Regions from separate parts of the Sus scrofa genome. Here region 1 is linked to region 2. A link is a contact called in public HiChIP or PLAC-seq data. All regions are on one chromosome and are shown on one strand. Each heading gives the region's core, a stretch centred on a gene start, on an enhancer-like site or on the middle of the called end of the contact. The rest is flanking DNA. Distances are from core to core; before and after follow the strand shown. Region 1 overlaps CUX1 (protein CASP). Region 2 overlaps CUX1 (protein CASP).

Region 1 (6,875 bases), core at 270-2,769, 64 kb after region 2:
AAGCCAGGGTTCTCTAAGGCCACGGTCTGAAGCATCTTCAGATGTCCTGAGTAGGGTTCCGGGGGGGGGGAGGGTGACAGGAGACAGGGGGACTGCAGGCCTTCAGCCCTTTCTAGCCAGAGTGTCTTCCATTTGTCCTGTGATTCTGTTACCGGAACGAGACAGGACACCCTCCAAGGACGACTTTCTGCAGAGACTGGGCTGGCCTTTACCTTTTCACTCAAGTGCTCGCCATTTCCCCTAATACAGCCGCTTTAAATTCTTAGATGGGGGCATTCCTGTTGTGGTGCAGCGGTAACGAACCCGACGGGTATCCATGAGGACTCGGGTTCCATCCCTGGCCCCACTCAGTGGGTTAAGGATCTGGCGTTGCTGTGAGCTGTGGTGAGGTCAGAGACGTGGCTCGGATCCGGCATGGCTGTGGCTGTGGCTGTGGCTGTGGCTGGGGTGTAGGTTGGCGGCTGCAGCTCCAATTCACCCCCGAGCCTGGGGACTTCCATTTGCCTTGGGTGCGGCCCGAAAAAGACAAGATAAATAAATCTCATGTAGGATTTGCTGTTGATTCGTTGGCAGATAAGCCCTAAAGAACCATCACATGAACCAATTCTTTGGATTAAAGTTAGGGGCAGTAAAAAGACAATACTTTACCCCTCAGATGCCTGGTGGCCAGGGTGTCCTCCCTGCCAGCCTGGGGTGCTGGGGCAGAGGGGACCCGGGTGTGTCTGCCCAGAGTACTGGCAGGCCGGGCCTGAGGCCTCAAGGAGACAGAATCTTACCGAAGCCCTGGTTTAAAGCAAACAGCTGACATACTCAGTTGGGAGGTGAGCGCTTCCAAACTGGTCATTGACGTTGTTAGAGACGTGTTTTCTTTGGGAGAAATTTCACCCACAGTTTCTTTTAAATAGGCAGCTCTATGGTCGCTTTTTATTTTTGTGTGTGTTTAATAAGCCTTTAATACTTGGCTGAGAGGCGGGAGTTCGGGGAGAAAGAAACCTCCAGGGTTGGGAGCTTTGCCCCTGGAGGATCTGTCGGAAACGGAGGAATAAGATCCCAGAAATTTGAGGCAGTGAGGAGAACAAGATCGCAGCGTCCGCAGCGCTTGTGCACTTAGTTCCCCCGTTTCATGGGCTGGGGTGTCCGCAGCCAGAGGTCCTCCCCTGGACCTTGTCGCGTCCTGACTTTGAAAGAGGCCCCCACAGTTCCTGCGCCCAGGTGCCGTCCTTTCCCGATGCTTTGCCTGTACCGGCGCCGGCTTTTTCCGTCTCCTTGGAAACCCCGGGGTTCAGAGGCCGTGGGTTTGCTGCCACCGTGGCCAACTCGCCATCAGCTGGGACCCGGGGCCGCCAGGCAGGCCTCTCCGGCAGGGGGCCAGTTCTGAGCAGTGGGGGGCCGCCCTCCCCCGCCCTGCCCTCAGAAGGTTGGGGCTCGACTGAGTGGTGTTCTCGGTGACGGGCCACCTCTTCCTCGTTCACACAACCTGAGACTGGCCAGTGTGCAGTGTGTTGTGCAAGAAACAGCTGTTGTTTTGACAACGGATGTGCCTGCCTCACTTTTTGAATCACCAGCCTGAGTCAGGGGGTCATCTGTCCAGGCCTCTGTCCCCGGGCAGGTGGACGCGGAGACCGCGCACTCGTGTGGGATGTGAGATACATTTCTGTAACCAGGTGTATGTGCATTTTTCACATGAGCAGTGGGTATGTGTGTGTGTATATGTATAATTAATGTATATTGCAGCTCTTCCAATTAGGTAATTCATGCATGTGGCAAAAGAGCAGAAAGACCTATGCTGAGGGTCGAGGCCCTGCCTCCCAGCTCCTCCCAGAGCGGAGCTCGGCTACAAGTGTCCTCCGTATCTTTCTGGAGACAGCCCAAGCTTCCGCAAGCGTCGGTATAGATACTCTTTTAAACAGTGTAGCGTTGTTTTACACTCTGCTTTTTTCACTTACATATCTTAAAGATCATTCCAGCTCATGCAGTAGGACTGTACTTTTTTTTTTTTTTTTTTGACTATTGCAAAATAGTTCTTGAATGGATGTGCCCATATGTTATTGCTGGACTTTCAGGTCATTCTAGGGTTTGGTTTTGTTTTGGGGTTTTTTGGGGGGTGCGTGCGTGAGAGAGTTTTTAATGCCTTCCAAATGCAGGGATGCTTCACGCTCCTTTGTGTGTGTGACCACTGGGGGCCTCTGAGTTTTAGGCCCCCACTGCCCCCTCCCCTGGAACGTTAAATTCCCTTTTAACGTGTCGTAATGACATGTGGCACTTGGAGGATTGGCAGGCTGGATAGATAAGAAAACAGTGTTTGGCTTTTGTTTCAGAGCCGTCTCCTCCCTTCGCGTTGTCCCCGGAGCCCTAGACGGCGTCCTCCAGGGGATTGGGTGGCGTTTGTTTAGTGGACTCTCCGTTGAAGACTGAGTCTTGTTCTGAGCAGCCAGACCCAGGGCAGTGGAGGCTCAGACTCTCATCCTCGTTGTGCCAGTCTGTTTCCGTGGTGGCCGCGGTGGTTCCTCCTGCAGGCCTGTCTGCCGTGTCGGCACGGGTAGGGAACTGCCGGCAGCGGGTCACCTCGGGCACCCTGGCCCTGCGGCCCAGCGATGGAGGTGGGTTTGCTCACCTTCCATCAAGTGACCTGTGCCCCCGCCATTGGCCTTCCAGACTGATCTGCCCACAGAGCGCCCCCCGCCCCCGCCGGGCCGGGCTGGGACCTTCAGAGCGAGAAGAGCACACGGGGACCCGAGGGTCCCAGAGGGACCCACAGACTCCATGCTCTTGGGCTTCTCCTGTAGTGCTCCCCCACGGTCCCCAAGCTCTTCCAGTTAGATGGGAAGGCGGGGTGGCAGTGGGGACCCCATCGTCTCCCCTGTGCCCCCAGCATCTAGCCCCTGGCGGCAGAAGTCACCAGATGCCGTCTGATTAGGTGACACCCCCTCCCAGGAAGTAGGGCCCTTGTGGGAAGCTCTTTGTTTTTCTCCAAGTTTTCTGCATCTGTGTGTGATTGGAACCAAACATCAACTTGACTTTTTTTGTCATATTTCAATATTGGCTTTTTTCCCCCTTTCTTGAAGGCTCCTTTTATAACTTGTGCTGCTGCTGCTTAAATATAGATGTCTAAGTCCTCCTCCTTACCAGATTGTTTATATTTTTGAGAAGCCTTCTGCGAATCTCGACTGCTCTCTCCTCCGTCTTCGTCCCCACGCTGCCGCATTGGGTTCGGTTGCTCTTTTTTCCCTGCCTTCGCTGGCGGGCGTGTGTTTCAAATGTGGTCTGTCCAAATGTGCAGTGTCTCCCTCTTTTCTGCAGTAGCTTCGACATCTGTTCTTGGATCCCAGCCCACGGTGCTCTTTTGGACCTGCTTGCCCGAGATTTGCGGTACCGCCAGAAGCCCGCGTGGTGTGGCGGGATCGCCCCCACCCCCGGTTCCTTGCCGACCGCCCCCCCCGCGCCCCCCCCCCGCCGCCCCCTTCAAAACGGTCTGCTGTTTCCAAGTCGACAGCACCCCGGATGTTTGCTCCAGCACCCTGCCATCCCGGCTGGCAGCGGCCCCCCGCCCCAGTCGGGGCACCAATGATGGGATCTCCAGCAGGGCTTGCAGCCGCCTTCGCTCACTTCCGGCAGCAAGGAAGCCGGGGTGGACGGAGGCGGCTGGAAAAAGACACACAGCTTCCGTGGAGGTCTGTGGCTGGATCTTCAGCTTGGCTTTTCCTCGCCTTGCCTGGCTCTGCTGGGCCTCGGTCCCCACCATCGACAAGCCACTTGGAGCACCTGCTTGAATCCTCAGCGAAACATGCCAGTGTGTGTCTTTAGTGGCTGAAGCCACCCTCTCGGTGGCTTCGGGAACGTGTCCTTGTGCTCCTGCTGTCCGCCTGGGACACCATCCTGGGCCCATCTGCCGCAGGCTTGTTCCAAACAGATCCTCTTGGCAGCTCCTCCCAGAGTTTCCGAGGCCAGGACACAGGTCCTCTGATGCTCTGAGTGTCGGTTTGTTGTGTGTGACAGAGGTCTTCTGACGGGGGCCACTCCCAGTGGGCCACAGAACGGGCTGGAGGGTAACGCTCCTTCCAGGTACCCTCCCCAAGTTGGCAAGACCCCGGGAACTGCTCTACTTGGGACTTGCCTCTTAAGGTCCCTCTTAACCTGAGCATGATGTCCGGCCTATAGTAAGCCCACCGTAACCATTTCTTGACCAAAACCACATCAGATGTGACTGCAGAAGATTCCAGGCCCAGCCTGTGGAAGGAGAGTCAGACAGGATGCCCCACGTGCAGCCAGGAGGAGAGTGGCGGGCCTGAGCCCGGAGACTGGCAGGAAAGACACTTGTTAAGAGCAGAGACTCCGGGAGGGCTGGCATTTGGGCACCGGCCTGACTCTGGCTTCAACAAAGAAAAATGCACCTGCGTGTCATTGTATCGTAGAAGCAGTTGCTCGTGAGGTGCGTGTTGGTAGACGTCGCATCAGGCTGAGTGGCCTTGGTTTATCTCGAGTCAGTCACGCACGGGGATGGGCGGGAGCTTGGTTTTTGTGCCCGGGTCCCTTTCCATCAAGCCACCAGCCCTTCCCCATGTGCTGACCTAATGCAAGTGGGCTCTTCTCCCATATCAAGTGCAATTACAATCTTGTCTTCCCTTTCTGTTTCTCTCGACAGAGGGAACTCGATGCCACCGCAACAGTATTGGCGAACCGGCAAGATGAAAGCGAGCAGTCCAGAAAGCGGCTCATTGAGCAGAGCCGCGAGTTCAAGAAGAACACTCCAGAGGTGAGGCGGCGTTTCTGTCCCGGTCTCCGAAGGGGCGGGCAGGAGCGGGGCGTGTCTTACTGCCCAGGGCACGTTCAGAAGACGTGTCACAGGCATCTCACTCCCAGCAGACCCGCGAGCTGCCACTTCCTTCCGGCCGGCCCCGTTGTTCTGGCCGGTGGGTGGCGTGCCTCTGGGCGGGCTGGGGTCGGGATGGAAGCCCGAGCGAATTCCAGGCGCCGGTGCTGAGAAAGCTGGGTGTGCCAGGTCAGACCCCCAGCCCATCTGCACCCACATGCCCACGTCTGCGGGCCGGCCACCCTGGCTCCTTAGGGGACGTGGGTCCGACAAGGTGGCAGGCCCCCTTCCTGGCGCTGGGGTGGGTGGGGCATCTGAACACTGAACTCATCCAGGGAGACAACACGCCTGCGCTTCTTGCACCACAGACATTTCGTCGGGTAGGGCCTCGTACCCGCCTCTGGGTTTCCTGAAATGTGCTTTAAAGGGCATTGTGATGTGCTCTTCATGTGCTTCTAATTTGGGGGGAAAGGACGTGTTCAGAGACAGTGTCTAGAGTGGTTGGACAGCCTTTTCCTGCTTTGCTTTCTCAGCCCCCCGCCCTGGTCCCTCAGTCCCTATCAGAGGCTTCAGCAGACATCAGAAGAAAGGGGAGTTTGTTACAGACAGTTGCGCAGACGCGGGGATTGCCTTCCAGAGCTTCTGTCCGCTGGACCCCTGGGGGGTCCTCGTGTCCTGGGCTCCCACCCGGCCTTCTGCACCCTCCACTCAGTGTGAAGGCTTTGCCGGTGCTCAGAGGCTCCTAGGCCTCCAGACTCTTCCATAGAGCACAAAGGAACAGGCCTGGGGGAGAAGCTGCTTTCCGGGAAGGCTGCCTCTTTTATAATAGTCCTGAAAAATGACGTGTGAATTGAATTTTTAAAAGTGGGCTCATTTTAAGTGTTTCAGAGGAGCTTGCTATTTAAGGGAGTGTTATCGTGAATCATTTGGGGAAACAAGTCATTAACCCTCTGTTTTCAGAATAAATATTTCAAGGGGAACCACGCAGTCGTCCAGCAGAAAGAAAGAAGGCCCTAGGAGCAGACCCACCTGAGGGTTTAAAGCAATTTCAGCCCCACTGCGTCTTACCCTCTGGGCACCCCATCCTGCCCAGTGGATCTTCCATGTTTTATCAGATCAGACACGCAGGCTGGAGGAATCCAGGCCTGGGGCGTGCCGCCCTCCGTGCTGCTGGCGGGGAAGCTGCGTGTCTGCACGTCCCGCCTCGGCTCCAGCAAAGGCAGGAGCAGCCAAGTCTCAGGGCGGCTTCCTCCTCCTGGGCTGCTCAGGGCAGACCTTCCCGGAGGGCCCGCTCCTGCAGGAACTGGCCACCGGCCCCCACAGCTTACATTGACCCCCATGCCGGTTATTCGAAGATGCCCAGCCTCAGACGAGGGGTTTTTATCTCCTAATCCCAGGAAATCAAAGAGGCTTGCGGAGGGGCTGCCTGGTGGGGAAATGCCGTTTGGGGCATTTCTTTTCAGGACACATTTTTAGATGTCGTCTTCCACGGAGAAGGGGGCGCAGAACCCCGCCTGGCAGGGACAGACATTGCTGTCCTGCTGGCTCCCGACTGTGCCAGCTGGTCAAAGCTGCTGCCCCTCGGGCCCCTCCCCCTTGGAAGGCGTTTCCAGGATGCGAGGAAGGGTGAGGCCGCATGCTGGCCCCTGCACGCGAGGCCCCCCTGGCGTTTCCTCATCCCAGGTCCAGCCTTGAAATCTGTGTGGGGGTCCCCGCAGGAACCCTGAGGCAAGGCCCCGTAGAGAAGACGGCTGTGCCACCAGCCAACCAGGAACTCCTGTAAATTTTGAAACCACTTAAGTCCAGGGCAGCGGTGGGGACAGGTAGCTGTAGCCAAGGTCCCTTAGGGTCACAGAAGGGGCTGCATAGGGGTCCTCTGGTGGGAAGGGTCTGGTGGCATGTCGGGGGCGGGGGTGCTCTCATGAGTGCAGGGTCTGGGACCCAGAGCAGTCAGATGGTCACTTTGTCTGGGGCTTTGGTCCGGAGGAGCCTGACCTGTCTCTGCCGTTGGTCATTTCTTCTGATTAGTCAACAGCTGAGGACGACTAACACTGTAGGGGGGACA
Region 2 (6,567 bases), core at 2,582-5,081:
TGTACTTTAGAAACCCCCCCACCCCCATGCAGCTCCAGGTCTACCTGGAGCCGTGAGCAATCTAAATTCCCGAGGCCGTGCTCACGTTCTGTGTCCTAGGACAGAAAACAAGGCTTCAGGTAGAAAATCCACATGTGTTTCAGCTCTTTTATAAAAAAGCACAAGGAACACCAACAAGCGAAATGAGGGAAGGACACATTTGTTAGAGGAAGAAGTAGTGCCTTTTAAAAAAGAGAAATTCATCCTGTGAAAAAGCTTCCAGAGCTAGGCCAGATTCCTACCGCTCCTCGCCTTTTGCTGTTGACACGTTTGGCCTCATGGAAGTGTCACAGATTTAAAAGACAGGTGTATCTGATGGACTGTAACACAAACGCTGACTCAAAGTTACCATCATGTTAAATATATAGGATCCCATGTGATTTTATAAATTACTTAAACACCTAGTTTCAATTACTTAAGTGTATTAAATATGTAAAACATGATACATGTATATACACACGTATGTGAAGTAGCTTTCCCTGTGAAAGGTCTGATTTTTGCAAGTAATTGTCAAAGATAGACATTTGTGTATTTCATTCTTTTGTTTTGTCTGAAGCTCTGCATTATGGCTGCAGAGAGATAGTTTTGGTTTTAGCTAAAATTCCCCTGCCTCTGATTGTTTAAACCAGACCCTTAATCTTATTTTAACATACTTAAAATGTTCAAAAAACCCGGAAGAATTGTTTTGTATAAGTAGCAAGTGAATGTAGTTTAAACACTCCAGCAATTCTGGTATCTAATTGGAAACAGGTGGAATTCTTGGACTCCTGTGTTTGAATCTTATTATAGCAAAGCACAGAGACACTTCTTACTTAGGGCCATTCATTTCGTCGAAGCTGTTTGAAGAGGGGCCCCCTGACCTCTCGTTGCGCCCCACTACTGTTTTCCTGGATGTGCCAGGCGTGCTGGGCGTTTTGGGGACTGGTCGCCTGTGTATGCTCAGCCACTCAAGAGCACCGTGCGTGTGTGGATCATGGATTAAGAAGGGAACTTTCATGGCACAATTAGATGCGATTTAATGTCTGTATTATATAACTAATATAGCAAAAAGTTATGAATTCATTTGAGGTTTCTGATTTCCTAAACATTTGTTGACATGAGGGTTGGGTACATTTTATTATACCCTGATCAAGATTTGGAATTCAGAAAAAACTACTCTCCCTAAGTTCATTGAGAGATATACCCTTAAATAGCACCCACATCAACCAACCAACCACCCAACCAACCAAACCATAAAAAACAGGTTAGGGGGACATTTCAATCAGACGTTAATGGTGGGGCCCTCTGAATGAGTGAGGTCATTTTTCCGCTTTTACTTCTCAAAGCCAGCTCATAGCCTCTGTATGTTGAAGAACCGTTTCGGTTGGTGTTGAGGTGCTGATTTGGATGGAGCTGTTGGTCCTGTCGGAGTTTTGGGTTTACTGAGCTGTAACGAGTCCTGCTTTTCAGCTGTGTTCTGAGCAAGTGGGTAGAAGAGAAGAAAACGGCCTTTGGCCGCCGGGAGGTGTTACTGCAGGGACGTCCATGGGGTTGGGGGGCTGTGGCATCACCCCCATTTGTACCATGGCTTGAAGCAGCCTCGGAGCACCTGGGCTCACGCACCTGGGCTGTGACTGGAAGAGTGTGTGACACAGTTCAACGTAATGAGGGGAGCAGCTCTTTCGGAGAGACGTCTCATTTGCTGCAAAACCCATCAAGACCCTTTCCTTTGACGAGTAAACAACTCTCTAATAAAAATAATTCTAATTCGTGCTGTAATTAAGTTCTGATAGGATGATGTCACCGTGCAAAATAAATGTTGTCAGTTTCTTCACTGGAATCTGAAGACGTTTCCTTAGCTCGGCCCCGGGGTGGGAAAGGGGGCGCCCTGGGCAGGTGGCAGACTCTTTGGGTTTGGTGGCGCCCTGGGCCGGGGGCCACCAGGGAGGTGCCCCAGATGCCATTAGCAGGATCCCTCCGCAGAGCCCTTCCCCTTCCCTGGCCTCGGGAACACCTCCCTCCGGACAGGTGCCTGGAAAAGAACGGGCTTGGGAGTGGGGGTTCCTCCCGGCACCGCAGAGCGCCTGGAAGAAGAGCCGGGTGGGAGATGCTCAGGAAGCCGACTGGGTTCTGCTTCCGTCCTTGAGGCCCTTGTGGAGGTGAGTTTGGAACCCGAGCTGCGCGATCTACGCCTTTTGTAAGACGCAGGAGGCCGTGGCGGGGGTCACTGGGTCTTGCCTGTGGCCCACTCAGTGAGTGGACGGTTGAAATCCTGGATCCTTCTGGCGGTGATTTATGAAGCTGATGTTGGAAGAAATTACCAGGGCTCTCGCTCTGAAGCTTGTTCTTTCGCAGCCTTACCCTGACTGTGCTGGCATGGGCCTGCTTTCTCAGAGACATCTTTCTCTCTGACTGTGTTTATCAAGTAAGTTGAAGCAGTTAACATTTTTTTTTTTTTTTTAAGTTATGCACAGTTGTGAGGTGTCCTGAGTTTGGTTAAGGGAAAAACAAATTGACAAATTAGCTCTTTCTTAAGTGAACATTGTGAAATTGTGAGAAATAGAATGCCATTCCTACTGTCATTAAAATTTTATTTGGGTGTTGACAGCTTTCTGCTCGTTGTAAGACGTTCAGATCCTGTCCACCCAGCTGTAAAAAGCCAAAAGCAAAACAAAAAACACCCAACTAGCTCAAAAGCTTCTATCCAGTTTCCCCCTAAAAGCAAGACAGTCTTTCTTAACATTGGGTCTTTTCCCCTCATAAATTGTTAATATTTTATTTTCTAACGTAGTTTTATGTTTTTAAGGCAAAAAGGAATATGAACTCATTTTATTTGTCTTGGTTCAGTTGTTATTTGGGACCTGCAAGCGCCTTTGGTTTATTGCCACCGTTCCCTTGGATTTTTAGGGGAGAAATGGCTGTTTAGATGAAAATAATTTGATTTAAAGCTAGTAAGTGACACCAAAGGTGCATCGCTGTCATCTCTTGAAGAGCCTGAAGCTGCAAACAGAAGCGAGGCCCTGGGGCTGTCGGCAAAGGAGGGGGCTGCTTCGGAGCTGCCCTCGGCCTGGGCACTGCCAGCCCTGGCGCCCGCTGCCACCCTGCTCGCCACTTCTTGTCCCTCCTCTGAGCTCCTGCCCTGCCAAGCCTGTCCTCTCCTTTGTTGTGAAAACGTTGTTTTTTTTTTTTTTTTTGAAGTATTTGTGGAAATCCATTATTTTGAGATTCTTGGAAGAGAGAGACTATGTAAATGAAAATTAAAAATAAAATTCTTGCTGGAGGGAATTGTACATTTAATTTTTTGATTAGGTTTGGAAAAGCCTTTTTCCCCTTAGCCTGAAAATAAGAATGTTCTGTTGCTCCTGTCACCGTTTTTGCTTCCTTCTGAAAGGTGTGGCAGATAATGGTGAAACGTGTTCTTTATTTTCTGTTTTTCTCCATGATAGTTGACCTAGAACTTGAACCCATGCAGCTCTGTGTACAGTGAATTATTTCTGTTTCACATTGTTCTGCTCTGCCCTCGCTGAGCGTGTAGATAGCAGCTGCCCGTAGAACACAAACCTTTTAAAGGAGAACAGATTTTGAGTCACCGACATGTAGAAATTTACAGCTAAAATTATAAGTAGCCCTGCAAATAAATTTCCATCTTCCCTTCCTGTTCCCGCAGCAGAGGTGTTGTAAGTCCTATGTTTTTGAAATAGAAAACTGTGAGAATAGACGCATTCATGTAGACCAGTGTAGAAACCTGACTTTGCTGGAATTGCTTCATTTCACTTGTACCTCGGTTCGTCGTTTACATAACACTGCACTGTCATATCCCTCAGCCAAGTAGGAGACAAGGTCAGGTTTGGTGTCAAGCTTTTCTGCTCCATAGGCGTGTGTGAGACCCAGAAGCCCGGCAGGAAGCCCAGGCTGCTGCCAAGGCACCCTGTGCAGGTCACCTGGTCCGCCAGGGACCCCGCGGTCGTGGGCAGGCACAGAGGACCAGGGAGGTGGCCAGGGCCTGGCCAGCACTCACCTTGGAGAGCAGCGTGATGCAGTCAAGCAGTCATCACCTGGAGCCGCCCATCCTGGGTCAGGGGAGCCAGAGGGGCTGCCCTGTCACCTCTGTTCCCCCACCCTTCCTCAGCCCTGGCCCCCCACCCTGCACTGAAGTGGGGTTGGAAGACGAAGGGTATTGCCAGTTACGGCTGAGTGTCACTGTCAGGAGAAGTCAGAAGTGGTTTGCGATGGTTGTACATTGCTCTGTGTTGGTGTGTAATTATGCTGTCACTTTAAAACACACTGATACTTTAATAAATCTTGTGTGTGTACGCATTTAGTTTTGGGGGCTGCTTGTTGTGTGTGAGAGCCAAATCTTTTGAACACACAAAAGCTGAGAGTGTAGCCTTTGCTTGTTTTGAAATTGTCTGCTTGAAGCAAGTCGCAATCCATTATAGATGTGGCTGCCAGATGAGTCTTCCCAAATCATTGATTTCGTCACGTCCTTCTCCTTAAACACCCACAGTGGCTCACGTTGGCACAGGATGGAGACCACGCTCCTTGGGCCAGCGGACCGAGTTCCCGATGGCTCTCTCCACCTCGCCTGAACCTTTTCCCCACTTAGTAGGGGCCTGGATTCACGCTCCCTGGGGAAGCTCCCTCTCCTCCCTCTGCTGTCTGAGTAGCCAGCTTAGCTTATGCATGCCCTCTTCATTTTCACCAATGCTGCCACTGCCGTGGGGATGTGGGTGGCAGAGCTGAGGTGCCCACCCCGGGGGAGCGGGCAGCCTGGGGTGGGCAGAGGTGGCCCGGGTGGCCAGGATGTGGCTGTGACAGCGGAGGGCCGTGGAGGAAGGGCGTCCAGATCAGGCTGGAGGGAAAGCTAGAGCTGAGTTCCATGCCCTTGGGGACGTGTGGGAGTGGACCTCCCAGCGGAATAGCGGCGGGGGGCGGGGGGGGGTGGCGGTGGCCGCTGAGACCTCTCCTTGAAGCCCTGGTTCCCTGCTTTTGCTGTTTCCGGTGGACCCCACAGGGCACCCACCTGGCTTCCCACTGTCCTTCGCAGGCAGGCTCCTGTCCTTCGCCTGACCTTGCCCTTCACCCTGCCCTCTGTGTGGCCCTCACCCCCGTTCTTGGTGCCCAGTGAGTCCTGCTGCATGAAAACCATGAGGGGCTTTTACAGGGGCAGGTCTGTGTCTTTCTGACTTAGGACTCCTTCAGCGAGTTAACTCAAGAGTGCACCCGGAATTCTTTTTAGGGTTGTAAGAGGTGGGTGGCTTATAATAGATTGGCTGTATTTTGAAAGCCCCTAATAGGTACATAGCGATATCACATGTACTTCTTTTTTTGTTCCCATTTATTAAGTCCTTCTTTGCAAAGTGACATATGCGTTGGTCAAAATACACATAATTGTATTTGTGGCACATACCACATAAAAAATTCTCATTTTTAAAAATAGCATTGGGCAGAACAATTCTTTGACAGAGATTTATTCTTTGACTCTGCTCACAGCCTGAATGGGAGGAAACGTCCCCATACGAACGGGGAAAGTTGTACCGATCGGAGACCCACTGATGCAAGCGAAAGTGAGCAGCGAGAAACGCCGAGGCTTGGGGGGCAGTACCGGAGAAACATCTCCTGAGGCCTCGGCCTCCAGAAGCTGCCCCGTGTGTCTGGGCAAAGGCCCCCGACCCGCCCTGCCTCGGAGCAGTGGCCTTCATAGCCTGCGTGCTTTCTCTGCTTCTTCATTTACAAAGAAAGTACCTAGGGTATTTTTGTAGAGGTGACGTCACTGTCTGGCTGCAGGAGCATTTGCATGGATTTGGGGAAGTGAGGGCTGCCAGGACTTAAAGGGGGAGGCGGGGGGCTGAGAAGAGCCACCATCTGGGGGGGGCATTCCGAGGGCTGATGGAGGGCAGGCCTGGCATCCACAGGGACCAGGACGGGGAAGAGGAGCCACCCGAGGTAGCGGAAGAGGAGGCGCTCCGTTTGCTGGGATGCATGGGATTGAGGGGGGCGGTGGGGATTCAGGGGCTGAGCCCTGGGGGAAAGGGCTGAAGCGTAGTGGAGAGGTTTGGTGTTGAAGTCGAGAAGATGGGCTGAAAGCCGGGCTTTGAAGCCTGTGGAGGACTTGTTTGTGCTTTGGCTGGTGTTTGAGAGTTAGGCATCATTTGCGGTGGGAAGGGCTAGAGAATTAATCTTAACTGGGGGACCCCTCCCCGCTTGTGTCTGAACTTCCCCTGTTCTGGAGCCGGGACTGTTGGGGTCCTTCAGTAAGTAGAAGGAGGGGCAGAGACGGAAAGCATCGCCGGTAGCATTGGCTTCCACATGTTGTAGCTGATTTTATGTCCACTGGTGACAAGACAGATGCTTTAAAAAATTCACACACACACACACACACACACACACAGCATCAGCTCTCATTTCCTGAGTACTGACCCTGGGCAGGCGCTGGTTTGGGCTGTTGCTCTCTTTCCTGTCATCCACACTGCAGCCCCGTGGAGGAGCCCCAACCGGCTGGTGTCCCCTCCACACTTTCCCTGCAACCCCTGCTGTCCCCGAGAGTGG

What was found. HiChIP or PLAC-seq counts read pairs in DNA pulled down with a chosen protein or histone mark.
Region 1: an H3K27ac HiChIP or PLAC-seq map of alveolar macrophages shows a contact between it and region 2. The contact joins two enhancer-like sites. A contact is called at or near these places in 7 of 47 Hi-C or Micro-C datasets (blood, brain, embryonic fibroblasts and 4 more) and 2 of 2 datasets of contacts at active chromatin or transcription factors (alveolar macrophages and skeletal muscle).

The regions. Positions count from the first base shown.
Region 1 is chr3:9,388,267-9,395,141 of Sscrofa11.1, forward strand. CUX1 (protein CASP) reads left to right here. Exons shown (of 23, transcript XM_021086269.1): 2 at 4,643-4,753. Among named protein-coding and RNA genes, the nearest start is that of CUX1, 75 kb to the left of the region's middle. Within about 2 kb of position 1,520, at least 15 of the 83 cell types and tissues checked have an H3K27ac peak or open chromatin away from gene starts, as enhancers often do. A contact at or near this core is called in alveolar macrophages and skeletal muscle, where this site is marked.
Region 2 is chr3:9,321,465-9,328,031 of Sscrofa11.1, forward strand. The region is part of intron 1 of CUX1 (protein CASP); the gene reads left to right. Among named protein-coding and RNA genes, the nearest start is that of CUX1, 7.6 kb to the left of the region's middle. Within about 2 kb of position 3,832, at least 18 of the 83 cell types and tissues checked have an H3K27ac peak or open chromatin away from gene starts, as enhancers often do. A contact at or near this core is called in alveolar macrophages and skeletal muscle, where this site is marked.